Linked DNA regions of Mus musculus: all the other regions are linked to region 3. The links are chromatin contacts, called in public Micro-C and promoter capture Hi-C maps. All regions are on one chromosome and are shown on one strand. The core of a region is the stretch at or near the end of the contact, and the rest is flanking DNA. Distances in the headings are between cores, read along the strand shown. Region 1 holds the start of Mtag2 (metastasis associated gene 2). Region 2 holds the start of Nosip (nitric oxide synthase interacting protein). Region 3 holds the start of Syngr4 (synaptogyrin 4). Region 4 holds the start of Slc6a16 (solute carrier family 6, member 16).

Region 1 (3,128 bases), core at 411-2,910, 530 kb after region 3:
GTTAAGAACAAGCTCATTCCAGTCTGTGTACCATGATAGACAACGCTCGCGCAGCTCTGAAGGCGGAGGCTGGCCGGTGTCCCAGAGACTAGCCCGACCCAAGGCTGCGTCTATGTGAGCGCCAGGGAGCACCACTAAAGACCACTGCCCCCAACCCTTAAGAGGTTCGGAAGGCCAAGGCCTGGCAAGGTCTCCAGTGAGTCGGACGCGGGAGTCTTGAAACCAGCAGAAGCCGCCTGATCATTGCCTCTGTAGGCGGGGCGGAGCGAACCATCCACTGGGGGAACCCTTGCGGGCCGTGCCACCGTCTGCGTAGGAGTCGGGTTGGTGGGGCGCATGCAGTACCCTAGACGGGCGCAGGGGTGCAGAGTAACACGCACTCGCCACCCGTCGTCCACTTGCCTCACCTTCCAACCGAGCACATCCTTCCGGGAGCCGCCCTTGTCTTAAAAAAAAAAAATCCCACCTTGAATGTTGAATTCCTATCCCGCCGCCCAACCCTCGTGTCCCGTGAGACGCGCGCCGCCGTGGGGACCCGGGGTCGCGACTCGCGTTCCATGCTGCGCGCTACTAGATTCAGGTGACATCATCCTCTGCCGGGCTCCGCCTCCCTCCCAGGCCGCCGCACGCTGCATGCCTATTGGTCGCTGCACCATGAGTCCCGCCCCCAGCTCTCCGCCCGCGCGGCCCCTCCCTCCCGATGTGGAGGCGGGGTCTGGTCGCCGGCCGGCACGGAGGCCAATTCTCATTGGCCATTCAGCACCGTCCGTCAGTCTTCTGTTAAAGGGGCCACGACCGCCCGGGATCTGTGGGGGGGGAGGGGGAGGGAGGAGAATTTTTTGGGGGGGGAGAAGGTGGGATTTGGGGGGGCGCTGGTGGGCACCCCTGGATCTGGCGACTGCGGCCTCGCGGGGGGAGGCTGTACGGTGACAAGGGCAGGGGGCTATTTTAGGGAGTAAGAAGGCTGTGAGACCGTGAGGGGGAGGGGGGTCCCCAGCGCTGGAGCCGGAGCAAGAGACGCTGAGCCCGCGCTAGCGGCGTAGACAGGGTTCCAGAGCTCCAGATCCGGGCCCCGGCCGCCGCCAGGGGCCCCGCCCGGTGCCCCTACCCCACCCCGCGTCCCTCCTGCAGCCCAGCTCCTCCCGCAGTCGTCGCGGACCAGGTAGGTAAGAGCCCGGCCCAGCTTGCCCGGCAGCGCCCACCCTGGGGACCCCTGGGCTAGCGTTTCCGACCAGCTTGCCCGAAATCCTACATTCCCATCTTCATCCCAAGGGAACCCAGAGTCCAGATTTCACAAGCCAACCCAAGAGACCCAGGCGTGTCCCTTCCCGGAGCTGAGAGTGCCCCGCCGAACCCTAGTATCTCAGGCGGGCTACCTCCTTGTGCCTCCTCCAGGGCCCAGAAGCCTGGATCCCTCAGCTCAGCCCAGGGGATCCCTCAGTCTAGATCCATCCTCTGGGCCCAGTCCTGGGAGCTCCAGACCCTGGTCACCGCTGTGGGGCTTCCTCCATTGCGTCCAAATCGTTCCCCCATTTGCGTCCCCCACCTTCTGGTTGAATCAACCGGAGACGTTCCTCGGTCCAGGCCGGCTCGCCCTGGACACAGGCCCGCGCCGGAGCTGTCCATGGTCAGCTCTCGGTAGCCTCGCCTCCCCCATCTCCTTCCACGGCCGCTAGGGAGGAGGGGGGTGCAGGTGGTGTGGGGATTCCTCCCCCTCACCGCGCCTTTGACCTGGGGTTCCCCGGCGCCCCCCTCCCAGATGGGCCGCAGGGCTCTCAGGCCCATCTTTAGGCACTCTAGCTTTCTGGGACTCTAGCTGCTTCACTTACATAGAGCTTGTGAATGTCCCTGCCCAGGCCACTTAGAAACCTTGGCATGGAGCCTCCCGCTCCCACCTGGTTCTGAAAAGCTGTTAGTGTCCATATATCTGCTGGCCCTGACTAATCACTGTCACCTTATTCAGCACCCGGGGAATCCAGTTTCCTAGCCTTTGCCCCCACCTCCCCACTTAGCACCTACTTTAACAGCTCCCCCCTGCCCTCCGCAGACAAATATGACCAGCCTCTTGGTACACCAGCACCTGCTTGCTGCCTTATAGACTCAGGCGCCATGACTTCTTTTCAAAGACCTGGAATGCAATTCCTCTGCTTCTGTCCTCACTCCCCCTTGGAGATCTAAGTGTCTCACCCCCATCTTATAACCTCCACCTGAACAAACACTCATCTCAGGGACCCAGAATCTCTGACAGTGGTGAGTGTCCTGTCCATCAGACCACCCACCCAGGCTTACACTCCCACCAAACAGTCAGGCTCTAAGTTTCTTCACCCCTAGGTAGATTCAAAAGTCTGGACCTTGGCTCTGCATTCCACTCCCATCTTCATGTCTTGGTGGCCTCAACTTCACATCTCCCATGGCTTTAACGAGCACTTATCATCTGCTCTATCATCTCAGGTGCTAGACTTGCAGAGTCTCCTCTCCCCCAAAGCTGGATATTTCTGGCATCTCATTGCCTCTAGAGACCCATATGGTAATATCTGATGTCTCATACTCCAAGTACCAAACAGCCATCCTTTCCTCCAGGTGTGTTTTGGGATCAAGGTTCACGAGGTTATTTGGAACCAGGCAGCTGTCTTTCTGCACTTCTAGTTAAAAATGTGTCCTTTCCCTGTGTTATGTTCAAGATCCTAAGTTCCAGAACATTTCCAGATGATGTGCCTGTTCCGTCCTCACCAAGGCATGTGATCCACTTCAAGGCCATGAACTAACTTCTAAGCATGTCTTTTTTTTTACTTGCTCCTTTCCCATCCCCAGTGGCAGGATTTTGCCATGCGTCCCAGGCTGGATTAGAACTCACTATGTTGTCTACATTTTTCCTCCTCCTCTTCATCCTCTTTTTCTTCTATTTATTCTTCTCCTCTTCCCCTTCCTTCTTTTTCTTTTTTGGTCTTTACCAATATCTAGACAACATGCCTAAGCCATTCTCTGCTCTCAGGCCTCTCCTCAGACATGCCCTATATTTCTAGCTACAGGGGCTGGGGTTGTTGCTGGGGCAGAGCACTTACCTCACATGCACAAAGGCCAGGCTTCAATTACTAGCACTTGACCAATTACAAAAAGGGCTCACTTTA
Region 2 (3,440 bases), core at 644-3,143, 830 kb after region 3:
CTGCCAAGAACTGGGGGTGAGAAAGACTAAGTGGCAAAGAATGTGGGACAAGATCTTTCTTAGGGGGTGTTAACCATGTCCAGTTTGAGAGGGTAGTTCATGTAGTCCAGGCCTCGGATTCTCTATGCATCTGAGGATGACCTTGAACTGTTGATTGTTCAGCCTCTACCTACTGAGTAATTACATCTCTGAAGCAGCTTACTGCCTGCTGCCCTTGGAGGCCAGAAGGCATTCAATTCCTCAGGACTGAGGGGAGTGCAGGTGTGGTACCACACCCAGAGAACATGCTCTAAAATTGTTAGTGGTGATGTCAGTACAATTCTGGGCGTATACTACAAACCACTGAATTGTTTGCTCTAAGTGGGTAAAGTATACAGTATGTGAAATTATATCCCAATAAACCTCATTGAAAATAAGAACATGAGCCAGGAGTGGGGACTGCATGCCTTTAATTTCAGTACCAGGTTGTGCATCTCAAGAAACAAAACAAAACAAAACAAAACAAAAAACAAACAAAAAAAACAAAAAACAAATTAAGAAGCTGGAGAGATGAGGCAGTGGCTAAAAGCACTGGCTGTTCTTCCAAAGGACCTGGGTTTGATACCTAACACACACATGGCAGTTCACAACTCCAGTTCTAGGGGACCTAATGGCCTTCTGGGCTCTGTAGACAGTGCATTCACATGGAGTGCACAATCATAAAAACAGGCAAAACCCTCGTTTACATAAAATAAAAGGAAAGCATTTCTTTTCTTTTCCTTTCCTTTTCTTTTCAGGATAGTGTCTCACTATGTAGCCCTGGCTGGTCTCAAACTCAGGAAAATCCATCTACCTCTGCGCCCAGTTCTGGGATCAAAGATGTGTCTACCATACCCCTTTAAATAAATCTCCTTCTGGGGGCTTTCAAATGTCCTACGTTCTTTGTGAATTTTACATCATGCACCCTAATCCCACCCATCCCCCCCCTCGTTACTTTAAATAAATCTTTTTTTTTTTGCCACTGCCCAGCTAATAAATCTTAATCTCCTTAGAGATATTTAGTGAAATTCGATGCAGCCTGGACTACATGTCACCTTGCCTCAAAAAAATACAATAATCGTTGGGGTGGTGGCGCACGCCTTTAATCCCAGCACTTGGGAGTCAGAGGCAGGCGGATTTCTGAGTTGGAGGCCAGCCTGGTCTACAGAGCTAGTTCCAGGACAGCCAGAGCTACACAGAGAAACCCTGTCTCGAAAAGCCAAAAAACAAAAACGAACAATGGGGCGGGGGGGGGGGGGTAATAAGTGCTAGGTGTGGTGGTGCACACTTTTAATCTCAACACTTGGGCGGCAGAGGTTGGCGGATCTTTGTGAGTTTGAGGCTAACTACATAGCGAGTTCTATAACAGCAAGGGCTACATACTGAGACTCGGTCTCAAGCAGAATAAAATATTTTAATTGCTTCAAGGAACCTTCAAGGGTCCAAACCACTACTGCTCATTCCCCTCCTCACCATTGTCTAGAAATCCGACCTCAACTCTCACTAACACAGGGAACCCCAAGTTCCCCCTCACTTGGTCCGCATCACTCCTCTACTGCGGAACTACATTTTCTACAACCAGCCAGGATGAGGGAGACAGTACAAGGCATCCTGGGAAATGTAGTTCGTCTTCCAACCTAGGCGTTCAAGAGCGCTGTTAATGATTGACAGGGATTCGGAGTGCGAAACCTTATCCTACCTCCCTCAGAACTGCAAATTTCTCCCACAAGAAGGAAACTTGGCGACGCGACCCCTCACCGCCTGCAGCTTACCTCAAGAGCGGTTATCCGGCTTGTCGTTGCTTCAACTACGTCCCGAACCGGAAAAAGAGTACTGTTTTTAAACTCTACTCCTCCTACTTCCGCCCGACAGGAGGAGACCGGAAATAATTCTGCCCCTAGTCGCGGAGGCGCTTCGCCTGGCTTGGTAAGTGCTTTCTTCTTCTCTTCCATCCCCCCGGAAACGTGAGTGACTACTCGAAGGTTCCGGTGAGCGAAAGTGGTTTGACTCTGGGAGACACCCTAGCCTGTTCTAGGCATTACCCAGAGCGGGGCAGTTGCTTTGAGTCTCTTCAAGTTTGAGTTTGGAGACTTAACTCTGTCACCCGAAGAGACTGATATCCAGTTCCCCAAATATATTACTTATTTTTTCCCCCATTGCATCTTAAGAGTCGATAAGTGAGAACTCTTTCCCCTATTATAGAAAAAACAATTTTCAAAGATCTCGAGACTAAACTGTTCAAGTTATCCTCAGGAAACAGATTTATTGTGGTACCGCCCAGTTATTCTAGGAACCAAAGAATTCCCTTCCCACCAGTGTGTAGATCTCTTGAGACCTAAGATTTATTTTCCTGGCTCTGCCAAGTCGTCTGTAGAGAGAGACTCGGGCTGGACAAGTAGGGAAGAGGAGACTCTAATAAAGCCCCCTAGATCCCTCCATGGTGTCGGAAAGCCTTGTTTCTTCTGTGTGGGGCCGTGGCACTGAAGACCTTGATCCTATGGTCCCTTTAAGTACTTTGTCCCTTACCTGAGTCCCTCCCAAAGAAGGTAATCAGTAGCCCCGCCCCCTCGCCAGTAGCCGGCTCGGGCCTAGTAACCCAGGAGGAGCTCCCCTCCTCTCCTCCCCTCCCCTCTTGCCTACCCCTTTGCACAGCTGGCTACTCTGACCCAGAGGGCCTTCGTTAAAGAAGAGAGGCAGAGCTCCCAGCCCTGGCCAGGTAAGTGGGTGCATGCTCCCCGAGAAACTCCTGGGCAGAGGATCTGGTGTCCTGATTCCCCACGTTATTGGGATCTAGAAACTTGGGACCCAAGCTCTAGGCTGTGGATCCCCAGGGCTCTGTCTCCTCAAGCCTTCAAGACCTAGAAATATACGACCTGATCTGTCGTGTAGTCTCTGATCTCTGAGGCTCGATGAGGCAACAGGTAGAGGGAGGCTGACTTGGAATGTAATCTGCTGGGCTGGAAGGGAAGAGGGTTGATGATGAGCTTGTTTAAATGCCTACTGTGTGTTGTCAGGTTTGTGATAGGTAGAGAAAGCAAGCCTCAGCAACTGTGTGCTTATCATTGTCACCTCCAAAGTCCTCCTCTGACATTCGAAAACCTGGTACAATAGGCAAATGACTTTACTACCTGGTAACACGTTCTTCACCTATAAAAATGGCAGGAGTAATAGGACTGGCTTGAAAATTAAGATGAGCCAGGCAGTGGTGGCACACCTTTAATCCCAGCGCTTGGGAGGCAGAGGCAGGCAGAGTTCTGAGTTTGAGGCCAGCCTGCTCTACAGAGTGAGTTCCAGGACAGCCAGGGCTACACAGACAGAGAAACCCTGTCTTGATAAAGTCCTGAGTTGATAAAGACCCACGGTGTCTGGCATGGGACACGAGTTGGTTACTTGCTTTTATCATGATGGCAGAGTGCGGGCAG
Region 3 (3,460 bases), core at 700-3,199:
ACTAGAGCTATGGGTGGTTGTGAGTTATCATGTGGGTACTAGAAGCAGATCCTGGGTCCTCTGCAAGAGTAACAAATGCTTCTAACTGGTAAGCCATCTTCTCAGGCTGACTAGAGGAATTTTTTTAAATTATTTTTATTTATATCAGTACATTGTTGCTGACTTCAGACACACCAGAAGAAGGCATCGGATCCCATTACAGATGGTTGTGAGCCATCATGTGGTTGCTGAGAATTGAACTCAGGTCCTCTGGAAGAGCAGTCAGTGCTCTTAACCACTGAGCCATCTCTCCAGCCACTAGGGGGAGTTTTTGATGAGATTGTTTGTGCTTGTACGTATGCATGTGGGCATAAAATCTAGCACGGGACTTGGTAGACACAGCAGGTGTTCAGTAAATCACTATTATACTAATGATCATCTGACAGTGATGGAGGGCTGAGAGCTCAAGCTATGGAATAGATCAGGGGTGAAGTAAGGGGCGCACTCTAGAGTCAAGCAAGCATGGGCCACTCACTGTAGCTTTGGATGGGTCACTGCCTTTAAACCTGTAAAATGGGATAATGGTGGCCTCTCACAGGGTTGTTCTGATGGCTCTATACATTACAAACACTTAGCACGGTGCCACGGAATAAAGAGCTCAAGGTGTGATAATAATTATCATTATGGCTTTGCAGATACAAATTTATTATGTACTAGAAAGGAATTATGAGGATGATAGTTACATCTATTTCAAGGGAAAAACTTATGTCCCAGTGTGCCTGTTCAAGGCCCCAGAAGAAGCCCAAGTCCAGAGATCTTTAGGCATCTCATCTTGGAGTTCTTTCTAGCCCCTGCATTCCAACTTTCTCGAACCCACTAGGAACGCCAAAGGGACCAGAAACTACACTCCCAGGAGGGCGCTAGCGCAGACCTCAAAAGCAGGTATAGTGGTGCAGTCGCGAGGTCGGCTGGAAACTGTAGTCTCTAGGTCCTTAGACCACTGATGGGCGGTACCTGTATCAGGAGGCGGAGCAGCTGCTCCTTGGAGAATGGAATGAAGCGCTCGCGGTACTGCTGGGCCCAGTCGCAGGGCTCCTTGGGGTTCCACATCTTGCGGTACACCCCCATCCTGTTCTCCAGGGACGACAGAGCTCGGGGAGTCCCGAGGAGAGCAGGCACCAGGGACCATAGTCGGACCTTGGACCCCCAGGTCACATGCAACATGGCCTGCCCCCTTTCCCAGAGCCTAAACATAAGCAAATGAAGGGGGATGTCAAAGGTCAGTTGGAGGTAGTACCTCCACACACCCCTCCCTTCGGGGACAGTTCCTGGCCAGTCTCCCTCCCTCTAATCCCTTTCCGGTTCCTTCTACACTGCACATTTAGGTTGGCTCCGGAATAGGGTCAGAGGTCGTAGTTTGGAGTATCTTGCAGGCCCAGGGACCCTGAAGCGGTACAAATGGTCTCTGAGAAGCTTAAACAATGAGGTGGAGCTCAGGAGTGTTGAAAAACTAGGAAAAGTTAATAGCGGGTGCTGGGCCGTCCTTCCTGGGCCATGCAATCCCCCACCCTGCCCTCACCTTAACCAACGCGCGACTGTCATTGAGCCTTCTGCGCATGTGCAGTAAGAGGTCCTAGGCCCAGAGGATTGGCTTCAGCAAGCAGTAAGGCGCATGCGCACAGCCTGAGCCGCTTGAAACCATTTAATAGCCTTTATCTCAACTGCGCATGCCTCATCGCTAGTCCTTTTTTTTTTTTTTTTTTTTTTTTTTTTTTAAAGGTAATGCGCACGCGCTGAAGACGTGTGGTCCGCTATTTGGAGCTGGGTCGGGCCCTCGCGCGCGCCCGGCCAACGGCGACCCGCCCAACGTCCGCCGAGACCACGCCCTTTCCATAGTCAGTTCGGATAGGCGGAAAGGAAAGGGGCGGGACTTGGCTGCAGCCAATCATCTGTAGAGGACAGAAAAGGCGGGAAAAAGAGGAACCAAAAAGAGGCTAGAGGTGGCTCCCGGGACCAGGAGAGGAAGCCAGGCAGGCAGAAGAGGAACGCAGGTCCTCGGCCCTCGGAGAAGAGGTGGTTCTCTTCAGCCAGCGTCCCCTTGGGGTCTCAGCACTTCCGCCCCCAGGTCCTTAGAAGGGAAGCCCCTAGTCTAAGGAGGTTGCCATGACTCTCATACCGAGTGGCAGCTGGTTTCTGAGGCTTCAGTCTTAAGACAATATGTCATCCTGAAACAGAGCTGAAGCCTAAGCAAGCCTGGTGTTACGGAAAATGACCCAAGTTAGGGAACACCTCAAATATTGCTGGGCTCTACGTGGTCTTCTATACCTAGGGTAGCTGCATTCCCTCAAGGACCAGTCTACAGTCCCCCTATTGACCCCACTCTGAGGGCCCAGCAGACCTGCCACCCCTTATCACCCTCATCCTGTATTCCCAAAATCTAGGGCCCTCAGAACCCTCTGGCCCCTTATCAGCACCTGAAACCTCCAATAGCCCATCAGCCTACATTTCCAACTTCTGGAACCCCGAAGCAGCCTTCCAGCCGTGCTCCCATTTCCAGAACCTCCCACATACCCTATCATGTCTCATCTCCAGCACCTAAGACCACCCAGCAGTTTCTCACCCCATATTCCTGACAACTGAAAACGGGAGCAGCCAGCCCCTTCAGCCCACCCCCTCTGTTCCTAGGGCTCCTAACAGCCCCTCAGCCTATCCATCCCCACAAAGGAAGGGCCAGTACTCCCCACTCCCAGCACTTTTACTCTGACATTCCCATTCCTCTTTTCTTGCAGTAGCTGAGCCTTGAGGTGGGTCTGAGGCACACAGGAAGTGGTGCCCAGAAAGCAGCACCCAACACCCCTGCCCCTACCTCCCGGGACACCCAAAGAAGAGCAGCCACTATGCACCTCCCTGAAAGCCTCCACGACCTGGCAGACAATGAGACTGTGCGCTTTCTGAGGAGACCAAAGAGCATCTCAAGGATCTTCGGAGGGGTGAGACCCCAGGGGTCAGGACACAGGCGACATCCAGGAAGAGGGCAAGGGGTCAGTGTGGTCAGAGAGGGAGAGAAGCAGACAGGAGCCCAAAACTGAAGCCACCTTTTACTGAGTATCTGGTCACTAGCCACTGTCAGCATCAACCGAGTCATCACAAGAAAGAGCCCCTCAAACCTGGGGCTCCTCAAAGGGCCTCTCAAATCTGTCACACCAGCACATAAAAGACTGAGGTAGGAGGATTGACATAGGTTTGAGGCCAGCCTGGGTTACAGTGTAAGAAAATGGAAAAAGTGAAAAAGAACCCTTTCAAAGGCGAAGAAAAGTAAAGCCACCCCCCCAAAAAACCCCATAATTTTGATAAATGGCATCAGTGTTTGAAGACTGCTTGTCCAGTGGAGTAGCCACAAGCCACGGGTGCTACTCCAATTCCAACTCATCAAATGGGATTCAAATGGGCTGCTCTGCAATCATGGTGGCCATATTTCAGG
Region 4 (3,154 bases), core at 379-2,878, 660 kb after region 3:
TGGCTGTGAACCACTGTGTGGTTGCTAGGAATTGAACTCAGGACTTCTGAAAGAGCAGTCAAGTGCTCTTAATCACTGACCCATCTGTCCAGCCCGGTTTAAAAAAAAAAAAAAGTTTTTTAATGCATATGGAATTGACCAAGCTGAGGGCTGGGGAATGTAGCTCGTTTGGTTGAATGCTTGCCCTGAATGCACAGGGCCCTAGGTTTCACCCCCAGTATCTCATTAGAGGAGTTTTGATGGCCTGTGACAGAAATCACAGTCCTTGGGAAGTAGAGATGAGAGGACTTGAATAAAGTCCTTTGTTATCCTTGACCACACAACGTGTTCTAGGCCAGCCTGGGCTAGTTGAGACCCTGTCTCAAAAGCTAATCAAGTTGAGGCCAACAAGATGGCTCAGTGGGTAAAAGCACTTGCTGCCAGTTCTGATGACCTACATTCCATCCTGTTCTCCACATGAAGACAAGAGAGAACTAACTCCCACAAGTTGTCTTCTGACCCCCACACATGTCAGGGCACACGCACCAGAGACTCATATCTAAACGATCAGTCAATCACTAGACCGCAATAACTTTTCAAAGATAGGCATGGTGAGGAAGTAGAGGTTTACCTGCGGCACACAAAACTTCACAACTAGGTATTTTGCCCATATCAAAATAAATGAGTCATCTCTTCAAATACAATAAGTCAAAAATCTCAAACTTTGATAGTGTTGTCCCTGACTCTGTAGTCCATCGGACAATAGTAACAATTTAATAACAGGCAAGTTGTGTGAAAGGAGATCGATTTGCCTAACTAGAACTTGTTTAAAAACAAGCAGAAGTGAAAACAGTTTTCTGGACAATCCGGTCAACTGGAACTTTCAGTTGCAGAACTGAGCGCTGGATTTGATTCCTCGTTTAATGTATTCATTTCTCCGGTCAGTACTTGGACTTGGGCCTTGTCCCTGCTAGGCAAGTGATCTCTAACTGAGCTCCAGCCCCAGCCACTCCTGAACCCTCCGACCCCAGGACTGAGCCCGTGGCTGTCACAGGTCCCTAGGAGCCTCCTCGGAAACGCCCCCTGTGCTCACTTTACCTCCTTCCCTGGAACTATGGCCTCAGAAGGGAAAGCAAGCTGGTGTCCTGAGTCCTCCGAACAGGAGGTGGCTGTCCCTAGCGGGCGGGAAATGAAGCCGGGTCGGGTTGCCGCCTCTTAGGCGCCTTCCCAATAGAGCAGCCGTCAAGAGTTGCGGGAGGTTGACTCTCAGGCCTGGCCTCAGGCAGGCGCAGCCGAGGAGCGAGGAGGCAGTTTTCCGGGTTCTGACGGAGAGGGGGCACGGTGACCTTGACCTCGCGACTCCCCCCTCCCTCCCTCCTTCCTGGCGTCCTGTGGAGAGCCTGGGGCAGCACAATGGCCGCCCCGTCGGTCTCACCGCCCGGGCCTCGAGATCCCCGCTGAACTCTCCAGCGGCTGTCTGGGTGAAAAGGTCCGGGAGGCCTCGGCATGGAAGCTTAGCGACCTCCCCAGGCCCTCCGGCCCCCTGGAAGGCAGTTCCCACATCGTGAACCCACGAGGCCTTCCCTGCCCTTTCTGTGTCTCTGCGCTATTGCTCCCGTCTCGCCTCCTTCCTCTACCCACGCGAAGGAGTTTGCTGTGGCGCTTCCGGTGCGCGTGCACATACACGTGCTCGCAGCTTCTGACTGCGCGTGCGCCGCAGCGCCTTTGCCTCTGGGCGCAGCCTTCCACCCCTGTGTGACCCCAGTGCTTTGATTCCTTGATGCCACAGGCAGAAATGGTGCAAAGACTTAATCTTCACAATTATTCCGTGTTGATTTCAAACCACTGTTAATTACTAAACGCCTCCCTTTCAGGAGCAAAATAAACACACACACACACACACACACACACACACACACACACACACACACACACAAAGGCCAATTAGGGATTTTAAGGACAGCAGATAAGAATTAAAAACTGGCAAATGAGAGGCCCAGATGTGCCACCAAACGGTGTTCCATCCCAGACCCCACAGGAGGAAGGGAAGATAAGCTAAGTGTCTCAACCTATCTGTCCGATTATTGGGACAATGAAGCACAAAGAAAGGGGAATCTCCCCCTAGGAATCTCATGCTGGGAAAGGGAAAAGATGCCAACCAATGGTTAGCGTGTCCCTGAATAGGATTTCACACGGCTCTAAGAGCTTGGGCGACCACAGGTTGAGGTTGAAGCCCAGACGATGGTGGGTCAGTGGTGGGTAGGACCGCATGGTGGACTGCATAGACATGCATAACATTAGCCTTCTATTTACACCTCAGTCTCAGTGAGGGACCCCAAAAATGAATTGAAGGGGATCACCAGATCGCTTTGTGCCCTTCTAAATGTGACCACACTGTGTGTAAACCTTTTTCTGTTTCCTCTAGAAATTTGGTTCTTTTACTTGGCTTATTGGAGATGGCAGAACCTGCCTTGGAGCACAGCCTGTGGCAGGAGAGGCCCAGTCCCGAAAATTTATCTATCTTCTGCCCTCTATAAGCACCATGTGGCGCAGACATACACACACACACACATCGTTAAAATTTTTTTAAAAAAAGATGAACAGCTTCCAATGTTGTCCTCTGGCCTCCAAAGGCGCGCGCGCGCACACACACACACACACACACACACACACACACACACACACTAACACATACAAATACACATACAGAAAGAAAATAGATGAGACATGTCTCAGAAGGCAGCTGCTGTCCCAGAGAACTAGGCTTTGGGTAGATAGGTGATAGGAACTTCCCACATTAGAAATCTGTGAGGAACTGGGGACTTGACAAGTGTCAGGGACTTCTTTCTGGGCACATCATAGGAAACTTTGAAGATGCTAGGTATGCTCAAGTGACCCCCACTCCAGTGCCTGGCTTTTCTGGGGCCTCCTCCCCTCAGGTTTCTCCGCAGAGGTAGGAAGTGCCATCTGAGGTTCACTTCCTCCACCGGATATTCAGGCACTGCCTCGCTGCCCTCCTCACTCCTGGGACTGTCACACCTCCTCTGCAGCCCTTTCACTTCCCCAGGGGTCCAACCCTGGCCCCCAAGCACATCGGAGCACCTGCTCTAGAAGAAAGAGAGCAAAGAGAGAGACCCAGGGAAAGAGACACACAGGACAGAGACCGCAAAGGCCC

Evidence for each region. Promoter capture Hi-C pulls out the DNA fragments that hold promoters and counts their contacts. Hi-C and Micro-C count contacts between places; a contact is called where the count stands out from the background. Capture Hi-C pulls out chosen DNA fragments and counts their contacts.
Region 1: a promoter capture Hi-C map of adipose tissue shows a contact between it and region 3. The contact joins the promoter of Mtag2 here to the promoter of Syngr4 in region 3. A contact is called at or near these places in 5 of 39 promoter capture datasets (cranial neural crest, hematopoietic stem and progenitor cells, liver and 1 more) and 2 of 9 other capture datasets (adipose tissue and liver).
Region 2: a promoter capture Hi-C map of erythroid cells shows a contact between it and region 3, with 7 times the contacts expected there. The contact joins the promoter of Nosip here to the promoter of Syngr4 in region 3. A contact is called at or near these places in 4 of 39 promoter capture datasets (cranial neural crest, erythroid cells and liver) and 1 of 115 datasets of contacts at active chromatin or transcription factors (pancreatic cancer cells).
Region 4: a contact with region 3 is called in a Micro-C map of embryonic stem cells, with 6 times the contacts expected there. The contact joins the promoter of Slc6a16 here to the promoter of Syngr4 in region 3. A contact is called at or near these places in 1 of 39 promoter capture datasets (pre-B cells) and 1 of 484 Hi-C or Micro-C datasets (embryonic stem cells).

The regions. Positions count from the first base shown.
Region 1 is chr7:45,364,693-45,367,820 of GRCm38.p6, reverse strand. It overlaps Mtag2 (metastasis associated gene 2), which reads right to left and starts at 1,660. Exons shown (of 2, transcript NR_015480.2): 1 at 1,547-1,660; 2 at 1-445. Ppfia3 (protein tyrosine phosphatase, receptor type, f polypeptide (PTPRF), interacting protein (liprin), alpha 3) reads left to right here and starts at 802. Exons shown (of 30, transcript NM_029741.2): 1 at 802-1,162.
Region 2 is chr7:45,060,882-45,064,321 of GRCm38.p6, reverse strand. Nosip (nitric oxide synthase interacting protein) reads right to left here and starts at 1,893. Exons shown (of 9, transcript NM_025533.3): 1 at 1,791-1,893. Prrg2 (proline-rich Gla (G-carboxyglutamic acid) polypeptide 2) reads left to right here and starts at 2,670. Exons shown (of 7, transcript NM_022999.1): 1 at 2,670-2,734; 2 at 3,430-3,440.
Region 3 is chr7:45,895,200-45,898,659 of GRCm38.p6, reverse strand. It overlaps Syngr4 (synaptogyrin 4), which reads left to right and starts at 1,949. Exons shown (of 5, transcript NM_021482.2): 1 at 1,949-2,052; 2 at 2,769-2,969. The coding sequence starts at 2,877. Tmem143 (transmembrane protein 143) reads right to left here and starts at 1,591. Exons shown (of 8, transcript NM_144801.2): 1 at 1,559-1,591; 2 at 994-1,225. The coding sequence starts at 1,581.
Region 4 is chr7:45,239,227-45,242,380 of GRCm38.p6, reverse strand. Slc6a16 (solute carrier family 6, member 16) reads right to left here and starts at 1,628. Exons shown (of 13, transcript NM_001324535.1): 1 at 1,078-1,628. It also overlaps a transcript of Cd37 not described here.